3 separate regions of the Muntiacus reevesi genome follow, and all the other regions are linked to region 1. A link is a contact called in public Hi-C data. All regions are on one chromosome and are shown on one strand. Each heading gives the region's core, a stretch centred on a gene start, on an enhancer-like site or on the middle of the called end of the contact. The rest is flanking DNA. Distances are from core to core; before and after follow the strand shown. Region 1 holds the start of GPBP1L1 (GC-rich promoter binding protein 1 like 1). Region 2 holds the start of TOE1 (target of EGR1, exonuclease). Region 3 holds the start of PIK3R3 (phosphoinositide-3-kinase regulatory subunit 3).

The links. Hi-C and Micro-C count contacts between places; a contact is called where the count stands out from the background.
Region 2: a Hi-C map of muscle shows a contact between it and region 1, with 6 times the contacts expected there. The contact joins the promoter of TOE1 here to the promoter of GPBP1L1 in region 1. A contact is called at or near these places in 2 of 3 Hi-C or Micro-C datasets (blood and muscle).
Region 3: a Hi-C map of muscle shows a contact between it and region 1, with 3 times the contacts expected there. The contact joins the promoter of PIK3R3 here to the promoter of GPBP1L1 in region 1. A contact is called at or near these places in 2 of 3 Hi-C or Micro-C datasets (blood and muscle).

The regions. Positions count from the first base shown.
Region 1 is chr1:159,183,932-159,187,698 of mMunRee1.1, reverse strand. It overlaps GPBP1L1 (GC-rich promoter binding protein 1 like 1), which reads right to left and starts at 1,416. Exons shown (of 12, transcript XM_065914056.1): 1 at 1,323-1,416. TMEM69 (transmembrane protein 69) reads left to right here and starts at 2,600. Exons shown (of 3, transcript XM_065929354.1): 1 at 2,600-2,692.
Region 2 is chr1:159,504,834-159,508,499 of mMunRee1.1, reverse strand. It overlaps TOE1 (target of EGR1, exonuclease), which reads left to right and starts at 1,993. Exons shown (of 8, transcript XM_065914167.1): 1 at 1,993-2,192; 2 at 2,917-3,059; 3 at 3,148-3,188; 4 at 3,334-3,430; 5 at 3,558-3,666. The coding sequence starts at 2,141. MUTYH (mutY DNA glycosylase) reads right to left here and starts at 2,030. Exons shown (of 16, transcript XM_065914135.1): 1 at 1,892-2,030.
Region 3 is chr1:158,772,070-158,775,910 of mMunRee1.1, reverse strand. It overlaps PIK3R3 (phosphoinositide-3-kinase regulatory subunit 3), which reads right to left and starts at 1,905. Exons shown (of 11, transcript XM_065913868.1): 1 at 1,107-1,905. The coding sequence starts at 1,212.

The DNA of each region.
Region 1 (3,767 bases), core at 167-2,666:
AGTCTTTCTTTTGAGTTTCACGGGGAGTAGGGAGAGGTAGATACAAAACAGAAAAAGTCCTCACTAAAACGCTTAAAGATCGACCAGCTTTTTTCTCCAGGTAAGGAGGAGTCGGTAGGGGCTGGACAGACAATCTAAATCAACAAAAACACCTCGCTACCAAGGGGAACCGGAACACTGGGGGCAGGGGTGCGGGGTTAAAGCTCTTCTTTTCCTCGTAGATACCCCACATTTGACTCACACGTTTTTTCCCCTTAGATTTTTCCATCACTGGAAAACAAAAGCCCTTGGCTCTAATTTAAGAAAGAGAAAGAAAAAGTAACCCGTAAACCAAGCTACTCAATCACCAACAAGCCGGAACGCCTGGAGAGGAGCCAGAGAGCCGCAGGTGAGTGTTCCGACCCGAAGAGCAAAGTTGAAGTAGGAGCGCTCTGGCAGTCTCGACGAAGGTCGTGTGCAAAGCTCCACGCGTGGGGGAAGGTGCCCCGTTCGAACCACACGGCCCGTGGGCTCTGCTCCCGGTCCCCGGACCGACCTACACCCAACCACCTGTGTGAGAGCCGCCTTCAACTTGTTTCAACAGCCGGTCAGTCAGGCACCGGGTGGAGCCCTGCGCCGGGTCACTCACGATCCCCTACTGCCCGTTGTCGGGAACTCTCACTCACCGGGCAGTGGAGGGGCTACAGTTAGGGACCAGTCGCGGCGTCTGAGGGTGCGTCCCCAGCTTCCTGATCCGGCAGAGGTGGAGAGCCCACAACCATAACAAAGGTCTTCCCAAAATGGCTGCCCGGCCCACACGGCCCAGGAGGGGCAGACCGGGTGGAGGGGGAGGAGCGACGACCAGCCTGGCCCTCCCCCAATCTGATCCCGCCTCACACACGCCCACCCGTTCGCACCGCCCACAAGGGCGCACGCGCATGCGCATGAGCCCAGTTCGGGTGACCCCCGCCGGCGCCCCAAGCAGCCAACGTTTAGCCGAGAGGACGGCGGTTATTCCTCGCCCCGCCCCCAGCTCCCTCCGCTGCGGCTCCTGGCGGCGCCTCCGCCCCTCTACAGAGTTGAACACTGTCTTTCCTAGCGCCGCCTCAGAGGCGGAGACCAGCTGGGTTTGGTACTCCCCTTCATATCTCCTCTCCAGGCACTAGGGCCTGGGCGCCGGTGAATGAGTGGGTGGGGGGTGTATATGTGCACCTATTTTTCCCCGCCCCTTCATTCTGCACCTTCCCACACCCCACCTCTCGGCAAGCGCACTTCTCCAAACTACCTTACAAGTACTAACAAACCGGTTTTGTAGGCGCGTGTGCTTTCCGACCCTTTCCCACCTTCGGCTCCTTCCTTCCTCCTTTCACGTGCGCGCGCCGTTAAGACTCCAGCCCCCAGCAGGCCACACGGCCGGGCTTTGGCGACCTGAGTGGCTGGTCCCGACGCACTACCCGCTGGGAGTGGTAGTTCCGCCCGACCGCTGGCGTCACGCCCCTGTCCCAGTATTGGGCGGTTTTCTGGCCAGAGCCTGCTCCAGTGCCAGGGCGGAGTAGCTGATTCTTCGGCTCTAAGCCTCATTGGGTATCGCATAACGGGAAGGGGCGGCGCAGTCATGGCCGAGAAGGAAATAAAAGTGAAAGCTTATGGCAACTGAAAAGTGTTACTATTACGAAGAATTCGCTGTGAACCTGTTCTGTACGACAGGCTAAACCAAGTGATAGCCGGCAACCAGGAAGCTAGACTACCAAGAATCGGGAGGAATGGAGGAACTGGCTAGCGTGGACTCCTGCAGCTCTCCTTTTGTTTTCAGATAAACAAAATTGCCTGATGGTGTTTCCTTTGATAGACTGTGAAATGGAGGCCCAGAGAAGGGAAGGGACTTGCTCAAGGTCACAAAGCCCACAAATAAAAGTTAGAGAGTGACAGGAGGAATAATCTAACTTACGGGTCACCCTAAAGGCTCTTATCACAGTTTTCATGAAAATAAGTCTTGCCCCTTGTTTTCTTTATTTCTTAACAAAATTTACAGGTACCAGCAAAGAGAATGAAGTGGAACTTTCCCCCCTTAAGTAGTATTAGTTCAGTACCTTAATGAGCTGTGAGATATGCCCAGGCTATCCTAGAAACCCCTTTAAATGCAAAGTAAAAAATGAGTTCCAGGGACTTCGCTGGTGAGCCAATGGTTAAGACTCCGCACTCTCAGTGCAGGGGGGTTCCAGTTCTATCCCTGGTCGGGGAACTAGATCCCACATGCTGCAACTAAGACCCCGGTGCAGCCAAATAAACAAATATTTTTTAAAAAGAAAAAACGAGATCCAGAGATGGCAAGCAATTTGGCCAAGTCATACTTGGCCTAGACTCCAAATCTCCTACCTTCCTTTACCACCATCACTCAGTAACTGCACTCTATCTTCCCGAACTCTGTGGGGCAGATTTTCTTGGCTGGGAAACCTGGACTAGAAAGGAAAGGACCGTTTATATACCCTACAGACTTCAAAAGCCAGTTTCTACTAGAACTAAGATTTTACAGAAAACCCAGGGTGGGAACTAGCTAGCGCTGGTCAAGTTTCCACCCGGACTCACTTTTTTTGCTCTCAGGAAGTGGGGGCGGGGGGGTGGCACTATTTATTCTCACTGGCCGGAAGACTTTTTTCCAAGAGTCCGAGCTCTTCTTGCAGTTCGGATTTCTACCTGTGTGCGACGCTGGCAAGTGAGTAGCAGGGCTGTAGCCACAGGTGCAGGTTGGGAAAAGTGGTGGGGCTCCAAGGCTTTGGTGTAAATTGAAGATGCGGGCACTGTTGAACAAAATTTCCCGGGGATTTCTGCGTCCAGAATTCATCCCTTTTCTACTGATGTCGGCTCTAAGAGTTGCATCAGTTTCTACTGATGTCGGCTCTAAGAGTTGCAGTTGCAGTTTGGCGCAGTGAAAGTATTGAGCATTTTCACCCAGATTGAGTGGATTAACTCTTGGGTCTTTGTCCTTAATCTCCTCACCCGTTGTCATCCCGGGCTTTAGGCTACCACATTTTTGCTTTAATACCCTTGAGTTGGAAAGCACTTGTCACAGAGCCTAGGGAGTTCGGAAGGTTGAGGGAGCATGTAGATTTTTGAAATCCCGTAAAAAGGTGATTTTGAACAAACGTGAGTAGGTCGGTCCTGCAAGTTATGTGTGTTTGGGAGTCAGGAAGTGTGTGTGTGTGTTTGTGCAGTCACTCAGTTGTGTCCGACTCTTTGTAATCCTATGCACTGTAGACATGGAATTCTCCAGGCAAGAATACTGGAGTGGGTTGCCATTCCCTTCCCCAGGGGATCTTCCTGACCTAGGAATCAAACCTGGGTCTCCTGCATTGCAGGCAGATTCTTTACCCTCTGAGCCACCAGGGAAGCCCATATTATCTAACTGACCCGGGATAACTTAACTCCCTACTTGCTTCCATATATGGAGAGAGAGCCATTGACAGTCTGGTATACAGAATTTCTTGACCCAGCCCTAATATCTGTGATCAAGAAATTAGTTCACTGTTTTTTTTTCCCCAATAGGCGAGAAATAGATTTATTAATAAAGGAATCTTCTGAGAGATGCAAGGGGGCTCTCCCAAGTTTTTTTTTTTTTTTAATCTGTGTTAGATCTTAGATGTGACTCCTTGTGGCTGGAGAGCCTAGTTGCTTTTGCATGTGGGATCTTAGTTCCTCCACAGGTCTCAAACCACATCCTCTGCATTGGGAGACTGCAGACTCTCAGCCACTGGACCACCAGATAAGTCCCCAAGTTTTTAAATTAAGCA
Region 2 (3,666 bases), core at 744-3,243, 320 kb before region 1:
TCTAGCTAGGCTTCACACCTCATTTTCATCAAAAGAACTTGCTTCCGCCTTCAGAAAAAAGAACCAATGCATAAACTTCCCTCCATCTGCATTTTCCTTCTCCCTTATCCAATCATATGGAGGAATGTTTTCTCCTCCTCTTCCAATTCCATCCATAAGACACACACGCTTCCTAGCAAAACTTTCTTAGCCAAACTCACTGATTTCCATAATTACTAATGGAGTGCCTACTATGTGCCAAGCAGTTTTAGGTACTTGGAATACTTCAATAAATAAAATATCAAAGGTTTGGGCCTTCACAGAGTTTATGGGATTGACAAAAAACAATGTACAAAATCAGCCAATTATATAGGATGTTAGGTGATAAAAACTAGCATAAACAGTCAAAGTAGACTTGTAAAGGGGATAAGAAGTAAGTGAGGGTGGTGGAATGTTGCAATGTTAAAAGAACATGGTCAAGGTGGGCCTTGTTAGAGCAATGTTTGACCAATGACTTTAAGCAGTTAAAGGAGTTACCCATATGGATGACTACCTGTGGGAAAGGCATCCTGAGAAGCTAGTGCAAAGGCCCTAAGCAGGGTACCTGGTGTGTTTGTAGAATGAGGAAGTCAGTGTGGTTAGAAACTGAATAAGGAAGGGGTGAGCAGCAGGTGAGGTCAAAGAGGTAAAGAAAGGGAAAGTGAAAGTCACTCAGTCGTTTCCGACTTTGTGACTGTAGCCCTCCAGGCTCTTCTATCCATGAGCTTCTCTAGGCAAGAATACTGGAGTTTGCTGCCATTTCAAACAAGGTGGGGGGAATAGGATTACAAAGTACCTTGTAGGCCACCAGAGGACTTTGGCTGTCACACCCATTGCTCTCAGGAGCCAATCCTCTTAATGTATCTTTGTAGGATACAAACAGCTCAACCTGCCTCATCCCCTCACCCACTGTGCTCCAGCCATGTTTGCCTGAAATAGTTGCAAATTCCCAAAGTGTCTGTCCACCTTGAGGCCTCACCTAGTTCATTTCCTCTGCTTGGACAGCTCTTCTGTTTTACCTAAGGTTTATTCACTCTTCAGGTCTTGACTTAAATGTTCAAATCAGATCCCTCCAGTCTTACCCACTTCTGTACTTCTCCATTGTTGCTCTTATACCAATCATAATTTCATGTTTATTTGTGAGCAGATCAGTGTCTGCTTTCCTCACTTAACTGTAAAATTCCATGAAAAGAAACTTGGGTGTCTTTTGTTGACACTGTTGTGCAGAGCACAGTGCCAGGCAAACTGCATAAAAAGTACCCCTTCTTTCCAGAATGGGAGAAATCCAAACAATTCAGAATGATGATGAAAAGATTCAATAGAGAGAAAGGATGAACTGGAAACAGCAAATAATCAGAGAGAGAAAAGGTTCAGAGTCCTTGGTGGAAACTAGAGCTCTTGGGAAAGTTCTGGTCCACGGTAGGGGCAACTCTCAGTAGCAGAAAATCAAATCCAAAACCTCTCAGGAGTAACTATAACTCCTAACTGCTTACACGCTGTCACTGCTGGAGCCTAATTCTAGTCGTCATCACGCGCGTCTATTGTTTCAAAAGTGTCCCTTTCACCCTCCTCAGCCTCATCTCCTGCCCGCTCCCCGCTCCTTTCACTTGCTGGAATGCAATGAGCTCTCCACCCTCCCTAGGAGCTTGCCTTTTCCCAAATCTTTTTTCCCCCACACTCTTTAGTCTGCATAACTTATACGCTTGCTTTAAGCTTAGCTCAGGTATCATCTCATCCTCTACAGACATAAAACCCCCAACCCCCACCCCTGGGCAGAGTCGATGAAGACAGCGTAACGCGAAAGCCTGCGTTCCCGCCGGGTCGCACGGGAAGAAGGAATTACCTCCCGCGTGATTTCCCGCGCCAAGCTCACCGACGAACTCCAGGGGGCGTGGCCCCGGCCAATTTTGGCGGCGAGCCGAACCACGCCGGCCAATACGCTTCCAGCGCGCGCCAGGCTGCCTCCTCCGCGCCAGACCCAGGCGACCTTAAAGGAAGTCCTAACGTTCGGCGATTCTTGGCGTGAGACCCCGCCCCATCCCCGACTGCAGGAACCGAGAGAGGAGACGAAGCGGAAGTCCCCCGTGCCCAGTGACTATACTGGCGAGGGACCCGCGGTGTCATGGCCGCCGACAGTGACGATGGCGCAGCCTCAGCTCCCGCGGTCTCAGACGGTGAGTGGCTTTCCCAGGGGCCGTTTTCAAAGCCTGTGCGCTCCGCGGTAGCGGAGGCCCACGGACTCGTAGTTCTAAGAAGCAGGCCTCAAGTTTCAGAGGACTAGCGCCTTCCTTTTGAATCAGCCACGAGGAGACTACATGTCCCGGTGTGCACCGCGGTTCCGCCTCCAAAAGCCTGGAGTGTTGGCAGGATAGTTAGGACTCGTGGGGGCATGTCGGGAGATGTAGTCTGGGGTTTATAGCTCTGTTAATTGGGGGAGGTTGGGAGTTGTGGTCCACAGGAAGTAGGACGGATTGGGGCGTTATTTATTAGGCTCTGGCGCGTACTGGCTACTGCCACTTGTGGCTATGAGGAACCATGGGAACGGTTACAGAGCGTTGTGGGATTTTAAAGGGCCTGAAGACCTCAAGCCTTACAAAATATTTCCTGCAGGATATGGGGAAAAGGAACCTCAACAGATTGTCTAGTTCAGCCTTCCTCTTTTACAGGTTTTGATGCTAAGGGGAAAATTTTTCCCAGAATTTTACATCGGCCACTGGAAGACCCAAGCTTTCTCTCCCCAAATTCAGGGCATTGTTCACTCCAATCCTGTTTATAAAGCATATGCAATATAACGCTTGACGGGAAAGCTGCCCCTACCCCCAGCCATGGCCTAGCTTGGTGTCTGTTCCCTTGGGCTCTTTCCTGAGTGTTAATGTCCATCACCCTTCTTATCTCCAGATGGTGTCAGCCAAAGCACAAAATCTGGGGAGGAGCTAGTAGTCCAGGTTCCCGTGGTGGATGTGCAAAGTGACAACTTCAAGGAGATGTGGCCATCCCTCCTCCTGGCTATAAAGACGGCTAACTTTGTGGCTGTGGACACGGTTAGAGCTGGGGAACTGGGAGAGCAGGTGGTGGTGAAAGGGCTGGTACTGCAGAACCTAACACAGCTCTCCCTTTACTGATCCACAGGAACTGAGTGGGCTTGGGGACAGGAAGTGTTTGCTGAACCAGTAAGTATAAGCCCTGATCTCTTTAGTCCTAGCCTTGCCAAGAAGGGCAGACCTCAACCCTGGAGTGGAGGTCACAGCCTTGGGTGGTTTGGGTCTTTCATGAAGCTAACTCCCAGCCACAGCCACCCCCAAACCCAACCCCAAGGTGCATCGAGGAACGTTACAAGGCCGTGTGTCATGCTGCCAGGACCCGTTCCATCCTCTCCCTGGGCCTCGCCTGCTTCAAGCAGCAGCCAGACAAGGTATGGGTTACTCTCACCCCCATCCCAGGTCTGTGGCTAGGGAAGGAGGGATTGAGATACTGAGGAACATCAGCTATGACGTTTTTTCTCCTAAGGCTGGATGTTGCAGAATCTTTTCTTCTCCCAGGGTGAACACTCATACCTGGCCCAAGTGTTCAATCTGACCCTACTGTGCATGGAAGAGTATGTCATTGAACCAAAGTCTGTGCAGTTCCTGGTACAGCACGGCTTCAACT
Region 3 (3,841 bases), core at 656-3,155, 410 kb after region 1:
TGATAACTGAGATTCCCCAATGACACAATTTATTCTGTAGGCTTAGCTATAACACATTTTTAAAAGACATAACGAATTCATCCTCAACAAAAATAGTCACAAAGGCCCTCTACTTATTCAAAATCATTACATAAAGCACTGTCTATAATTGCAAACAGGATTTGAAAATCTGACAGCTGATAATCAGGACATAGACTTAAAAGAAAAAAAATTACCCAACTTTTCCATTTTTCCTTCCTTTTCTTTTTCTACCATATACACAAAATGTCTGTAAGGATCTCAGACAAAGCTCTAAAGTAAAAATACAGTGTATGTATACTTTACATTATGGGCACTCAAACCTATCACATGTATGTACACATCACATATATTCACACAAAAAAGGTTCTTCCTCTTTTTATGCTAAGAACCGAAGTTACATTAAATACTATCCCATAAATTAAGTTAAATTACCATAAATTAAAGAGTAATAAAACAGTGCACGCTAATCTCTCTGAGCGACTATATTCTGAAAAGAAAAACCTCAGACTAAGGCCATGACTGAATAAAAAGCCCAGCCCCTGAAAATCACTAACCGGCATTCGGTTTCCACGAGAGAAAAGGGGGTCTTTAAAACGAATAATCACATAGGCAAGCCCAGTTTCAGAAGTTAACGAAGGTAAAACACAGCGAACCAAACGTACTAAATGACAAGCTTTAAAGAATTCCCCTAAAGGGAAAGACTGACTTTAAGACTGGGATATAAAGCATCCTTTGCAGGTAGAATCTTTAATTGAAACAGGGGGGGGAAAGGGGGGGTGGAGTGGAGGGTACGACGAAAACCTGAACGACAAGCAAAGGCAAAGTAAAAGAAACGGGTCCTTCCTCCCACCCCCACCACCCCAGCCCCCACCCGCACTCTCGAGAACAGGACAATAGGATCGGGGTCCTAACTGCAAACTTTAAACGTGTAAACCAGAAGCAGTTTTTACTGCAGCTCTAACTGCAAATCAGCTCCTCATCCCGAACCTAGAGCACCCAAGAATACTTCTGCCCGGAAAACATCAGCAAGGTCTTGTTAAACACAGATCAGACCCATCACAAGATTCTTTTTTTCTCCCAAGTACCTGGAGGATCCATTTCAATATAAAATATCAGTTCTGTCGAATAGGGCATCATCACCTCCCTCCAGTCTGCGTCATCGCGGTCCATACTCCACACCGTATTGTACATCGCGCTGTCAGGGGCAGGTCGTCAGAAAATATATAGAAAGCATATATATTCTTTATCTGCTATTTAAAAATCTAAAAATATATATCTGTAAAAGTCCCACTGGAAAATGTACTTCGGGGTTTCCAACGGCCGGTACAAGTCCAGCCAACTACTAGGATGAGGACGGGGTCCTTCTGCCCTCTCCTCCGGCATCAAACAAAATGCCCCCGGAATGTTCAATCTACGGGCTTTTCTCCTCGAAGGGATACAGAGAGGCTTGGGGCGGGGGTAGGGTGGGGGTGGGGGGGGCGAGGGCAGAGGTGTAAAAAGCGGCTTTCCAAAAATCCCTTCTACACAGTCGTTCTGCAAAGAGAAAAGCTCCTATCGCCTTCAAATCTTTCCGCGGAAGCCACTTTCGTGTCCTTCGAGAGGGAGAATGGAGAGGGGGGGAAAAAAGAACGCGTTGCAAGAAAGGTGGGGAAGTGACAAAGGAAAGAATAAAAAGGGGGTTGGGTATTGCGTTCAAGTTTCGGGGTCCCACTGGTCTGCGAGGAGAGATCCCCTCAGGGGCCGGGGCCCGGGCTTCGTTCCGTTCGGACTCGGAACCGAAGCTGCTGCAGCTTCGGGATGGGGTCCTGTTCCAGAGTCCAGTTAGCTCTGCCTGGCCGGACGCTCCCGCCGGGCTGTAAGCGAGCCCGCCAGCGCCTGATCCCCTCACGCTCTGCCCTGACTCCAGCCACTAGAGTTTCATTTTAACGGCGCGGAGGGGGACACTCTCCCCCGCCCCCAAGCTCCCCCGCTGAGGCGCCACCCAACCAGGCCGAGCAGGGGGGACGGCCAGCATCGCCAGTGCCCCTTCCACTCTATCCCGCCTCGAAGTGTTGGGGTTTCTGTCAGCTGCCTGAGACGGTGTGAGTAAAACTGTCCTCTGCCTCAGCTATCAATTTTCCCTATCGCACCCTAGGCCTCGGCTCCTTAACCCACCAACCTCTCTCCCCCCCTCAGCCTCAATCAGAATGGTAGGGCCCGGGCGCTGGCTGCTCGCCAGGAGTCAGTGCCTGGAGCACGCGAGCCGGGCCGGGAGGGAGAGGCGAGCAGGGAGGAGAGGAGGGGGAAGAGAGAGTGAAGTGGATGGTGATTGGCTGAGTCGGGTTGCCGGAGCCCGGAGCCTGCGTCTTTTGTCTGCCTTGCTCCAGCCAAGGAGCGGGAGACGACTGCGCGCCCCAAGTGGGCCAATCAGGAGCCAGCCGGCGCCGGCCGGTGTGGCGGCGATTGGTCGGAGCCTAGTTACTAAGCGGGACAAAGGCAGAAGGGGGAAAGAAAAGAGGAGGAAAAAAAAAAAAGAAAGAAAGAAAGCGCAAACGGCGGTTACTGACAGGCTGGGCGAGCGCTCGGGGGCTCAAGCTGCCCGGAGACAGGCGGGGCTCCCGCTGAGGCTCGGTCCGCTCGGACGAGTAGAAGAGGGGGAGGACGGGCTGGCGCGAGACACCTCTGCCCGGAGACTGGCCGCGGGGGAGGGGAGCGGACCGAGAGGGGAGCGTGCTGTCACTTGGCGGGACGCGCGGTCTTCTGGCCCTTAGGGTGTCCCCGGGCATAGTTCTTCCCCCACGGACCTCTTCCCCTTGCCGGGACAGCCCGCCCCACCTCACCCACCCCCCATGATAAGTTGTCAGATAAAGCAAAGGTCTCTAAAGCCAGTTGCTGGACCGTTATTGCTCAGCGGGAGGACAAGCCCGTGGGCCCCGTGCAGCAGTCCCGGCCGCTACCTGAGCTCTGCCTCGATTTCTTCCCTTGAGCAGTGAGGCACTTTTTAAGGAGGCATTTCGCAGTTCCTCTGTGCTTTCCACATCAGGACTTTTGAACCCAGGGGGAACTCGCCACACCTGAAATAAATAGTGGAGCGCCACAGCAGGCCCCTCAACTCGAGTGCTCGAGCCAGGGGGGAAAAAAAAAGCATTGCAATTACAGCGCGTGTGTGAGTTTCGAAATAAATCACAGGTGGAATCTCTCGCCAAAAGGGCTCTATTCTGTTCCCCCCTAACAGACCCTCTTCCACGTATACCCAGTCCCTCCCCCATTCTTAAAGTATGAAATGCTGAATATTTTACGCATTTCAGAAACTGCTAATTAACTTGCTGGGGATAGGGGGTACAGTAGCATCTCTTGAAGGTTGGGCCTGGAATTGCCGTTCTTCATACTCTGCAATACAGTCAGGAGGCCAAAAACTGCTCCATTTCCTCTTTACACAGGAATAACAAAGCGCATTGTGTTTGGGTTGACAACCTGATTTAAGCCCTAGCAAAAACTACCGTGAGTGGCTCTGCTATATTGACATGCCTGTGGGAAAGTTGCCACGTTTCACCCTCAACCTCCTCAAGTGGTTCTGCCTTCCTTAAAGTTGCTCTGACTGTGAGTTGAGACAGTTCCTGGGAGCAGACAGTCAAAATGTGTATGGACTGTGTATAAAGTCACTGGTTGAAAAGAGTCAGAAAGAAGGAATGGACCGGACTGTGCTGAAAAAACACATCAGGATTCTTAGTAGACTTACTTTCTTACATTTCTGAAATTCAAATGTGATTCAGGAGGCAAATCTACCTGGGACAGGGCACATTAATTTGAATGTTCTGGACCATTTATCAGATAGAAGATG